Linked DNA regions of Mus musculus: region 1 is linked to region 2. The links are chromatin contacts, called in public HiChIP or PLAC-seq maps. All regions are on one chromosome and are shown on one strand. Each heading gives the region's core, a stretch centred on a gene start, on an enhancer-like site or on the middle of the called end of the contact. The rest is flanking DNA. Distances are from core to core; before and after follow the strand shown. Region 1 overlaps Kat2b (K(lysine) acetyltransferase 2B). Region 2 overlaps Gm27217 (predicted gene 27217).

The links. HiChIP or PLAC-seq counts read pairs in DNA pulled down with a chosen protein or histone mark.
Region 1: an H3K27ac HiChIP or PLAC-seq map of large pre-B cells shows a contact between it and region 2, with 5 times the contacts expected there. The contact joins two enhancer-like sites.

The regions. Positions count from the first base shown.
Region 1 is chr17:53,585,135-53,591,325 of GRCm38.p6, reverse strand. All of the region lies in intron 1 of Kat2b (K(lysine) acetyltransferase 2B), which reads right to left. Among named protein-coding and RNA genes, the nearest start is that of Kat2b, 21 kb to the right of the region's middle. Within about 2 kb of position 3,660, at least 316 of the 459 cell types and tissues checked have an H3K27ac peak or open chromatin away from gene starts, as enhancers often do.
Region 2 is chr17:52,588,853-52,594,734 of GRCm38.p6, reverse strand. Gm27217 (predicted gene 27217) reads left to right here. Exons shown (of 2, transcript NR_155517.1): 2 at 1,291-1,754. Among named protein-coding and RNA genes, the nearest start is that of Gm27217, 11 kb to the left of the region's middle. Within about 2 kb of position 3,009, at least 41 of the 459 cell types and tissues checked have an H3K27ac peak or open chromatin away from gene starts, as enhancers often do.

The DNA.
Region 1 (6,191 bases), core at 2,411-4,910, 1.0 Mb before region 2:
AAATCAGACATCTACCTCACCTCCTCCAAGGCTCAGAGAACAACATAGAAGAGATGGTGGGATGAATGCTAAGAGTCAGAAGATGGAGATAAGGATATGAAACACTCTGGATATGACATGGCTGTCATAATCATGTACTCTTGTAGCTGTGGCTGGTATGCTGGAGACAGAATCAGAGACAATGCCCCCACCCAACACATACACAAGATCTCACTCTGTAGCCCAGATCTAACCTCAAACCTGTGATCCTCCTGCCTCAGCCTCTCAACTGGAATTCTTTTGGGGGCTTGGGAGAGGGCTTTGACACAGGGTCACATTTTGTATCCCAGTCTGGCCTAGAACTCACTATATAACCCAGCAATCCTCCTGCCTTGGGGTCCTGAATAGAGACTAACTCCAAATGTGCCGGTTTTCAATGGAATTTTTCAGTTTCCACAAACACACACACATACACACACTTTTATCTGTGAAGATGTTTAGCATCCAGCTGATCTGAGTTTTCTTTCTTCCTTCCTTCCTTCCTTCCTTCCTTTCTTTCTTTCTTTCTTTCTTTCTTTCTCTTTTTTGTTTGTTTTGTTTTTTTCGAGACAGGGTTTCTCTGTGCAGCCCTGGCTGTCCTGGAACTCACCCTGTAGACCAGGCTGGCCTCGAACTCAGAAATCCGCCTGCCTCTGCCTCCCAAGTGCTGGGATTCCAGCTGAGTGTTCAACTCTGTGAACACCTCACCCAACTGGCTGGCTAGCACCCAGTCACTACCAGTCACTACATATCTAAGCTATATATATATATAATCTTTATATAAGCTGTATTAGACAGAGTTTACACAGATAGACTGATGGGCTACCTCCATCCTCCACCTGATGTTTAGGCACCAGGGCAATGGGATGGGTAGAGTCAAGCCTCCCCCGTGGTTGCTTTGGAAGCTCACATTCTCAAGAAACCCACATAACCAGCCCAACCTGTGAAACAGATCTTGCAGCCCACATTCCCAACTGCCTACGCCAGCTTTCTGCCTAAAGCTCTATGACAGGATTTGTCTTCAACACCATCAGCCCCCGTTCAACCACCCCTAGCCCTGCATCCCATGGCCCTTCTCCAACTTCTAAGGCTCAGTGACATTTTGACTCAATGCCTCGCCCACCGTCCTCTGAGTCTCATCCTTACACCTTCTGCAAGTTTGCTGCCAAGGGCTCCTTCACGCCACCATGGTTGGAAGGATGCTTCCTCCCCTCTCCCCACACATTCCTTACTCTCAAACCTTTCCTCTTATAAACACAAAAAATAAAATTTTAATAAAAAAGAATAATGAAAATCTTGTTCTATTCAAAATTCAAAAGTTCCAAACTAATTTTTTTTTTTTTTTTTTTTTTGGTTTTTCGAGACAGGGTTTCTCTGTGTAGCCCTGGCTGTCCTGGAACTCACTCTGTAGACCAGGCTGGCCTCGAACTCAGAAATCTGCCTGCCTCTGCCAAAGTAATTTTTTGATGAAAGAAGAAAAACTAATAAAAGGCACTATCAGACAGTGAAGATGGATGAAACACAAACAACAGTAGCAGAGAGGTGGAAGAGGGTGTAAAAGCACACGTTTTCTAATTTCAACTCTGTTGGGTCTTCTCCTCCTCCTCTTCTTCCTTCTTCATCTTCCTCTTCCTCCTCTTCTTCTTTCTTCCTTCCTTCTTTCCTTTCTGACTTTCCTTTTACTTTTTTCCCTTGTGGTAAAATCCCTAAAAATGCCATTGATAGTGAACACCTAAACCTTCAGAATGACCTTCCTAACTATATAGACGGTCCCTGGGATTCACAGAGTTCGAGACTTCGTAGGTGTTTGAGTAGCTACCACGATCCAGCTGTGTGATGGTTTTTTTGAGTTCATTATAAAGGTGATTTTCTTGTGAGAGAGGGTCTCACCATATAACCCTGGCTGGCCTATAATTGGCTGTATAAACCAGGCTGGCTTTGAACTCACAGAGATGGGTCTGCTGCATTCTAATTTGGGGGATTAAAGGCATGAGCTAACATGCCCAGTCAGTACACTAAGAGGATTTTTTAAAACTCGCTACTGGGAGCTGGAAATATGGCTGGGAGGTTCAGAGTACTTGTTCTTACAGGACAGAGGTTCAATTCACAGGACCCAAATGGAAATCACAACCATCTATAACTCCAGTCCCAAGAGATGATACTCTTCTGGCCTCCATGACTACTCAGCATGCATATGATGCAGACATACATGCAAGCAAAACACCAGCATAAAGAAAATAGTTTGTTGCCAGGCGGTGGTGCCGCACGCCTTTATTCCCAGCACTTGGGAGGCAGAGGCAGGCGGATTTCTGAGTTCAAGGTCAGCCTGGTCTACAAAGTGAGTTCCAGGTCAGCCAGGGCTATACAGAGAAACCCTGTCTCGAAAAACCAAAAAAAAAAAAAAAAAAAAGGAAGAAAGAAAGAAAATAGTTTGTCTTTTAATCTTGCTTAACTACCAAGGAGAGCATTTAATTTTTTTCAAGACAACTCTGGTCTAAATCATCTTATTTTCCGAACAACCCACAGGAAGGCCAGGTGAATAATTCAATGATAGAGAAGGGTTTCACTGGCCTGAGTTTACATAGCTGGCAAAGAGCAAGGGGCCAAAACCAATACCAGAACTCAGCTCTGGCACCTGAAACTACCTTGTGGCACCTCCTTCTTAAAGTGCAGGGACACAGAAATCAGTGGGGTGGCATATAACCTGTCGAGCATCACTCAGCAGGTGAAAGCAGCAGGACCAGGAGTTCAAGGTTATCGTGGCTACAAAGGCTGTTGGAAGACCAACGAGATTCCAAGACTGTCTCAATTTGCCCCCTCCACGAAAAACAGAAAGTGGCTACTGGTGAATGCAGCCACACGTTTGAATCTCAAAAACACTGCTGCACTAAAGTGTATTGTGTAATACCGTTTTCTGGTGATGGTGGCAGTACTAAATGTGGAACCCAGGATCATCTTACCTCTTAAGCTACATCTCCGCCTCTCTGTTTACTGGTTTTCTTTGAAACCAAATCTAAATCATGCCCAGGCTGGCCTTAAATTCCTTCTGTGGCCTTAAATTCCTCTTAGCCTCTTAATGGAGCAACTAGAGTTATGAGGCCTACACCACCAAAGAACAAAACTCAGAGTCAGTTCGGAAGCAGCTTCTAGGGGTGGGGTAGGGCTGAAAGGAAAAGAGCAGGAGAGAAGACTCCAGAATGTTCTTGCTTGGGCATGGTGAGGCACACCTGTATGTAATCCAGGCACTTGCAAGGCTGAGGCAGAAGGATTGCCATGAGTTCAAGCATGAGCTACACAAGTAGCATCCTGTCTCAGGCTTGAAATGAAACTTGCTTAAAATGTTTAAAGCACTAGGTTCAACCCCCAGCATACTCACTCCTCACTGAACAAAAAAATAAATTTTTTTTTCTCTGCACAGTCCCTGCGGGGTAGGACAGGAAGGGATTCCCCAGGCACTACCAGCAACTTCTCTGTTTTCCTTCAGTGTGGCACTTACCATGTTCTGTTATTTTCTTTTTCACCATCTGCTTCTGCTACCAGAAAGCAAGCTCTACAAGAATAAGGACCCATCTGTCACTACACCCCCACATCGTCTACATCAATGCCTGGCAGCCTGAGTAACAATGTTGACTGAACGGAAAAACTGTCACTATCTACAGTGCACAGCCATGAAGCTCGAGTCTGGGAAGGGTGAGAAGCCTCGGAGGGCACAGATGGAAAGTGCCATGTGAGAATTTGAGCTCAGGTCTGTGGTCTAACCGCCCTGAGGTTTGGGTCTCCTCGATTTCTTGGCTTGTTTTCTGGCAGTTCAGAAAGCTGTCTTCTACAACTCACGATGGTTTTCTCTGAAGTGACTTTAAATGTGACTTTCCACTTTAATTTTTCTCCTCCTCCATTATTGTCTCTCTAGCAAGAGGCTGCTGCGGCTTTCACCTCCCTTTACACATGCTGGCCCGGGGAACTGTTCCGACGGAAGAAGAGTCAAGTAGTCATTCCTACAGGGACGCGCAATCCTGGGTTGCATGACTCATTTGTTATTTCGAAGTATGCTGACCTTGGCTTCCTTGGCATTCTGCCAGCCCATTTCAACACCAGCTTGTTACAGCAGATGCAAATTAGTGCTGCCACCATCTACCACTGAAACAGTCACTGGCATTCCTTGATCTGGGCCCTGTCTTGGAATCTCCTGCACAGCAATGGGGAGGGGGTTCCAAAAGGCTTCAGCAAGGCACATTAACTAAGGGAGATTGGGAACCATGGTCAACATGGAACTTAGTACCCCAACCCAACCCTGAGGCAACCAAAGAGATAAGTCTCCTTCAGAGAGTGGGGGACAGTCATTCCAAGGGCATTCAGTTTTTTCCAAAATCAGTATATTCATGATTTAGAAATTATAAAGCTGTGCATGGTGGTCTATGCCTCCAATGCCAAAACTCACAGGCAGGAGGCAGGAGGATCAGAAACTCAAAGTCAACACTGGCTTCATAGAAAGTCTGAGCTGTCCCTGGATTCACATGACCTTGCCTTAAAAAGAGAGAGAGGGAGGGCAGAGGGAGGAAAGGAAGAAAAGGGGATGGGATGGGGACAGAAGAATAGCTGGCTCCTAAACAAAAAAGTAAAGACAACTTACTGCCACTTTAAAAGAGCAGTGTACACAAAAATATATAAACAAGAGCAATGTAGGTCTATACATAACTGATGTCATTTCTATTTCATTAATGTAGTAGACTTTTAAACTTTCTGGAAAGTCAATTTTTGTATTGTATAGGTTTATTTTGGTCTGTTGGTTGGCTGACTTTCTGAAACTGGCTTTCTCTATGCCGTTCTGACTGGTCTGGAACTCTCAAAAGAGATCCTGAGAAATCCTGCCCCTGTCTCTAAGTGCTGAGACTAAAGGTATGTACCATCATGCCTTTCAAAACAGTAATGATGTCTTTAGGAAAATATGATTATGACAGAGCAGAAAGAGTGAATTTGAGGCTAACAGAAGCTGCAAAAAATGACCCTGTTCTCAGCAACAACCAACGACAAAAGCTGGAAAGATTGCATTAGTCTGTGATGCCAGCATTGAAGAAGTAGCCTCGACTAAATAATGAAACCCTATTTGAACAGAAAGAAAAGCCAGCCGTGAGCGAAGAGAACCACACTAGGAGATGCCTCAGTCCCAGCTGCCAGGTCTTTTGCTTTGGATCCATAGCTACAAAGTCTCTTAGAGCCTCAGTTTCTCTTCCTTTTGTCTCAACACAAGAGTCTCACTCTGCAATCTAGAATGGCCTAGACCTCACTACGTAACCCAGGTTGGTCCCAAACTTTGTGCAATCCCCTGCCTCAGTTCTGGGTTGTCAGGATTATAGGTGTAAGCCACCTCATATGGCTACCTTTCCCAAATTTAAAAAATGTTTTCTTGGGCTGGAGAAGTGGCTCAGCGGTTGGGAGCACTGACTGCTCTTCCGAAGGTCCTGAGTTCAAATCCCAGCAACCACATGGTGGCTCACAACCATCCATAATGAGATCTAATGCCCTCCTTCTGGGGTGCCTGAAGACAGCTTCAGTGTACTTACATATAAAATAAATAAAAATAAAAAATAATTTTAAAATGTTTTCTTGCCAGGCATGGTGGTACACAACTTTAATCCAAACATTCGAGAGGCAAAGGCAGGTGGATCTCTGTGTTCAAAGCCAGTATAGTCTACAAAGCAAGTTCCAGAACACCAGGGCTATTATACCCTGTCTTGAACACACACACCAAAAAGTGTTTTCTTTCTTCTAGTCTCACAAAGCCTTTGAATATAAAATTATCATCTTACTCGACAACTATTTTTTGAGTGCCTAGGATGTACATCTTCATGCTATGAGAAATAAGTCCAAGTCCCTGCTTCATGGGACTCAGAACATGGGCAAGAAATGGTTTTCAAACTTTTGATATCTAGGGGTATAGTTCAGGAAATGTGTGTATGTGTGTGTGTGTGTGTGTGTGTGTGTGTGTGTGTAATACATATATACATACACAATGATTTCCAACTCTTGGTAAGTGTAACAAATGAATGAAAAGGATAATTAATATTACAAGGTGATGGATGGCATGCTCCTGTTTAGACAGGCAGGGGAGAGGAGTTAAACATTTCTGAGATATTGGAATCTGAGACCATATGAGAAGGAAGTTTGAGAACAAG
Region 2 (5,882 bases), core at 1,760-4,259:
ATGAATATGATCTTCAATTGCTCTCTACCTTATCTTTAGGTTCTATGCCTCTCAGTGAACCTGGAACCTCCTAATTTGGATGTGCTGGCTAGCCAGTAGCCCAGGATTTCTCCAGTCTCTACTATTCTACTTACAGTGCCAAAAGTACAGGCATGTACTGCCAGGTTGGCTTTTGTGTGTGAGTTTTGTGTATTCAAATTCAGGTCCTTATGCTTGTATGATGAACACTCTGCAACTGAGCCATCTCTCCAGCTCCAAATCTAATTCTCTCAATTTCAAAACTCTCTGTTTCACTGTTTTTATGACCTCAAGATCCCATCCCAGTCTGACCAGGCTTCACTTTATGAAGAGATAAATTCACTTGTGTGATATCTATTAAACTAAATGAACTTCATTATACTAGATATGTGGATATTGCAGTGAGCTCTGATCCATACTCATAAAGCAGTGTTTCTATATTCATGTGGATTAAAACTTAAAAATATTAAATAATATGAGTGATGCAATTATTAGAATGAAGTCTGTTATGTTTCCCAAATGTTTATGATGAGGATTATATTTTTGAATATATAGTTTTAATGATCAAATTCAAAATTCACCAGAATGACAAAAGTCAGAAATTAAATAAATGTAAAAAGTGACATAGTCCTATACACAATTTAATCAATCTTTGACTTATAGTAGACTTTAAGACATGGCTTGAAAAAGAAATGAGCACCCAAGGGATGTCAGGGAGATGAAAATCTTCTCTGATACTGAATTTTAGGAAATTTTGCTATTTCACTCCAAGGGAAGACCATCAGAGTCAAATAACCAGAGACTGACCCATTAACCAAAGAGCATACATGGGCTGAACCAAGGCCCCTAGCACATAAGTAGCAGCTGTGCAGCTCTGTCTCCATGTATCTGGAGTCTCCAACATCTGGAGTAGGGATGTTCCTAAAGCTGTTGCCTTTCTGTGGAATCTATACCTGACAGGGCTGCCTTGTCTGGCCTCGGTGGGAGAGAATGCGCCTAATACCACAGTGGAGGACGCCCAGGGAGGCCCCAAACTCTCAGAGGAGAAGGGGATGGGCGGAGGGACTCTTTGAAGGGGGACTGAAAGAGGGAGCAGTGGTTTGGATATAAAAATAAAAATATAAATAAATGAATAAATAAATAAATAACCAGTCACTTGCTTTTCTTGCTTTTAATGAACTGGTGAGATGTTGCACATCAAAAATTCATGTCCAGCATCATTCTAAACTAAGTCTAATACCTTGAATGAATATGTACCCTCTGTGATTTCAGATTCTCAAGGTTCCTTTGGCTTAAACATACGTGATTTGTATTCAAGATAAACTAAAAAAGAAGATTCATAGTATGTCTTGAAAATTATACCTGGTCTGGGAAGAGAGCTCAGCAAGTATTCCACTTTCTGTGTGCAATGACACTATCAAGAGGTATGTCCTTGTTGGAACAGTGTGACCTTGTTGGAGGAAGTGTGTCACTGTGGGGGTGGCCTTCAAGATCCTATGCTCAAGTTCCACACAGTGCAGAAGAGACATTCTCCTTCTGGTTGCCTTCAGATCAATGTGCAAAATTCCCAGCTCCTTCTCCAGCAATACATCTGCCTGGATGCTACCATGCTTCCTGCCATGATAATAGTGGACAGAACCTCTGAACCTGTAAGCCAGCTCCAATTAAATGTTTTCCTGTGTAAGAGTTGCCTTGGTCATGGTGCTTCTCCACAGCAATAAAACCTTAAGACACTGTGCAAGCAGGAAGGCCTGTGTTCAATTTCTAGTACTCGTATGAAAAAAACACACAAGAAAAGTCAAATTATGCAGCCATATGTATAGAAAGGTCATTTTGTGTATTCAAAGTCGGATTCTTATGCTGGTAAGATGAACACTTTACAACTGACCCATCTCTCCAGCTACAAATCTAATTCTTTCAATTTCTAAACCCTCTGTTTCACTATTTTTCTTAAACTTGTAAGTGTTCACTATGACCCCAAGATCCCATTCCAGTCCACTTTATGAAGACACAAATACTTTAATAGAGAAGCCCCATTCACTGGTGGGATGCTCATTAAAGATTGTGTATAGCTACCGCACCATGGGGGTGTGGAAGCAGGACTATCAGTGGGGCTTGATAGCCTCTAGACTAGTGGCAGGTTCAGTGATCAGCCCTCTTTGGAGCTGGAGAGATGGCTATAGCAGTCAAAGCTCTTACAAGAAGTCAAAAAAACCTAAGTTCAGATCCCCAAAACCCACCTAAATGTCAGGAGGACATGGCAACCCACATGTTATTGTAGTATAGAAAGCTGAGAATGACAGGATTCCTGGAGCAATCCAGCAAGTAAAACTATCCTTATAAGCTAGCTTTTGTTGATTTAAAGCTTCTGCCTCAAAGAATAAGGTGTAAGAATGATTGATGGTTATTCCCACATCAACCTCAGACCTACACACATATGCACACAGCTGCACATGTATGAGCCCACAAACATGGTGTAAATGCATACCCACATGTATACACATCGTAAACACATACGCATAGAAACAGACAGCAAAACAAAGAAACAAAACCAGAACACTGTTTCAGAGAATAAGGCACATATTGATAGAGCAGGAAACCTGATATCTTTCTTGGGCCTTACTCTACTCACAAGTGCCCCTACCCTAACACATACACATAGGGCACACACGCATTTGCATGTACATGAAAGAAATATGGGCACTAGAAAACATTTTTCTTTCCCCTGAAAACCACAAAGAAAACCTGCTTCCTGTTGCCCCTGGAGAGTAAGACTGTTCAGTGTCTTCCTTAGTGCAACTCTTATACTTGCTTTCTCTTCTCTAGAGGCTTGGTTTCATTTTTCAGACTTTTCCACAAGAAAGTCTTTTGTCCCCTCTTGCTCCTTTATATGTGTTTAAGGCTCGTGTTTTAGCAGAAGATGAGACTAGTTCTCCAGAGATCTGGTAATTCCATCATCACAGAGAGAACTGCAAACAGAAATAAAGGGAAGTGGGGCTGAGACGACATGCTAGTGACACAAGGGCAATAGACTCTGAGGCGTGACGATCAGGCATAAGAGGCCTTCCTTGCTTGCCAATTTTCTTTCCTGAGTTGTAGTAGTTCTATCCTAACTCTCTGGTTTTCATACAGTGTCAATATATGTCTTCTTTTTCAGTCTTAACCTCTTCCCATTAAAAAATAATAATAAGTAATATTTGGAGAGCCTGCAGAGATGACTCAGCAGTCAAGACAAATTGCTGCTGTAGCGAGTACCTGGGTTCAGAACCCAACACCCACACCCCAAACCATCTATAACTCCAGTCCCAGCAGGTCCAACACCCTTTTCTGGTCTCCTTAGGCACAAGTCATGCAAATGATGAACAGACATACATGTAGGTAAAATGCCAATGCAAATAAAATCCAATTAAACAGAATTTTAAAATACTTTTTAACATTTTTAAAGTAGTATCCATTACCTTTAAATATTGCCTAAGTTGAATCATCTTCTAAATCAAGAGAGACTTAGAAGCTGGGATTGCACTGCTGGTGCCTTGCATGTCTCGTGGCATCCAGCATGAGCCGCTCTTTATAGATTGCCTGCACATATTCATGGTTTCTGTATATGACGGGCTACTATGAAATGGAAGACTGATGAGAGAAACTTAACAGGGGCATTCACAGTGCCAGCTCATTAAAAGTCCTCCAGTGGTGGAGTCACTGCAGCTCTCTCTTTGCTCAGTTCCTTAACTCGACCCTTCGTTTCCGTTTGGTCATTATAGTGCCATTATAGTGCATTCAGCTTCTCCTGAATGCAGCTCTAAATTCATTTGCTTTGAATGGGTTCTGCTTTGAATTCTTTTCTACTCTGGTGACCACTTTAAGTTAAAAGGAATTAACTTTTGAAGGTTTGTTTTTTCCTGTTCCAGGGTTGTTCCTAAGTGGACTTGGAAGAAGTGATTCTAAGGCATTCATTTTTTTCATTTGCTGATTATGCAATGGCTGGCACATTGTCATACCTCAATAAATGGCAAATTCTTCCCTGGGCAGCAGCATCAAATATTCTGAAAGTTGTCCTATGAATGAGGCACCAAGGGACCAATGTCACTTTAGTGATATATCAGTTCAGAATTGAGTGCAGTAAAGAGATATAAAATTTAGTACATTTATAACTACAATGTGAAGAAGAACATAGAGATGGTGCAGTCACTCCAGCAAAGCAACAGTGATGTACTGAGAATAGACATGACTTTCCTAAGGCCTAAGAGTTAATTCAAGAGCAGGTACTTCACTCTGAATTGTCCAAGTCAAATGCCCTATGACACTGCCTTTGTCTTCCTACTCTTTTGTGGATCAATGGTTCTTAAACTATGAACACTTCTCAATGCTACTGACTTCCTAAAGTCACCAGGAAAGATTACCTTCGATCTTTTCCTTTGAAACTTAAGTCTTCTGATAAAATATTTATGGCAGCTCTTCTTTTGTAGACCACCTTCAAAGTGTCTCAGGTCTGTTGAGTCATTATATGTGGGGAAATTGTTTCTGAAGTCACAGGGTAAACAAGGCACATCCCTGGGAAACTTGTTTCCATGCTAAAGGGCAATAATAATCTCTTCTTTACCGTGAATATCTTCCTAAGAGGTTCAAAGTTAATGTTTCTTGAACATTGCAGAGCTATTCTCAATGGATAGCACTCAGCTGAAATAGAGAACACAATGTTATGTAACAGGCTAGAAAATAAACTATGGTGACAGTTTATACATTGACAAGGAGTCCACAGGATAACTGTTTTTTTGTTTTGGGTTTGTTTTGTTTTGTTTTGTTTGCCCTGACTTTCTATTCATCAATCTTCTTGTTCATGCACCCTCTCATTTTACAAAGTGGTGTTCACAGTGTATAGCAAAATGCCTATCTGTTGTATGGCACTGACCTCTGCATGAACTTGCCACCATCTCTACAGTCACTGTGCCGACTTGGAAGAATCCACTATCATTGGTCCAGTGAGCTATTGACATTTGTTCCTATGAGGAGGAGACAGGAGGGTCATTCCCTCACCTGACATCCCAACTGTTCCTCTCATCCACTTGTATTCAGCTCTTCCCTAATTACGTATCACTTCCCGGTCTTGGGGAGAGACTAGAGTGCATAGGCTGAGGATGACTAGGTGAACAGCGCTATAGGCCAGCATAAGGAAGCCAGCTCCCGTGCTGGGTAAAGGTTTTCCAATGCAGCTGTTTTAGGCTCACATGTGTTCCTGTGAGGAATCCCTTATCCAGGCTCCACATGTGAAAATAATCTCATTAGTTCCAAAGGGTGGACTTTGGTGGAACTAGACTCTGGCTTGTTGTTGAGACCTTAGAAGGAAAGCACATGTTCTCATCTTTCTGAGGAAAAAAGTTCCAGCCACACTAATAGATATGGACTACTAAGAGAAACAAATGGTTGTGGCGTCTCTTTTTTTTTGGGGGGAGGGGTGAGACAGAGTCTCTTTATGAGGTTTAGAATATGGAAGGGCCTCCTCTGGGGGAAAAAAAAGGAAAAGAGATGGAGGGCCACATGTGGTATACAACATTTCACAGGGATTTGAAATGCACACTTTGAGAAAATTTTAAATTTCAGGAAATACAGAAAAGAGTGACTATAAGTTTGGCGAAGAAACATTCTGTCTGGGGCTGGAGATATGGCTCGGCGATTAAGAGTACTGACTGCTTTTCCAAAGGTCATGAGTTCAAATTCTGGCAACCACATGATGGCTTACAACCATCTGTAATGAGATCTGATGCCCTCTTCTGGTGTGTGTGAAGACAGCTACAGTGTACTTATGTATAATAAATAAGTCTTTTAAAAAAAAGCTTTAAAAAAGAAACAAGTTAAAAGAAAAGAAA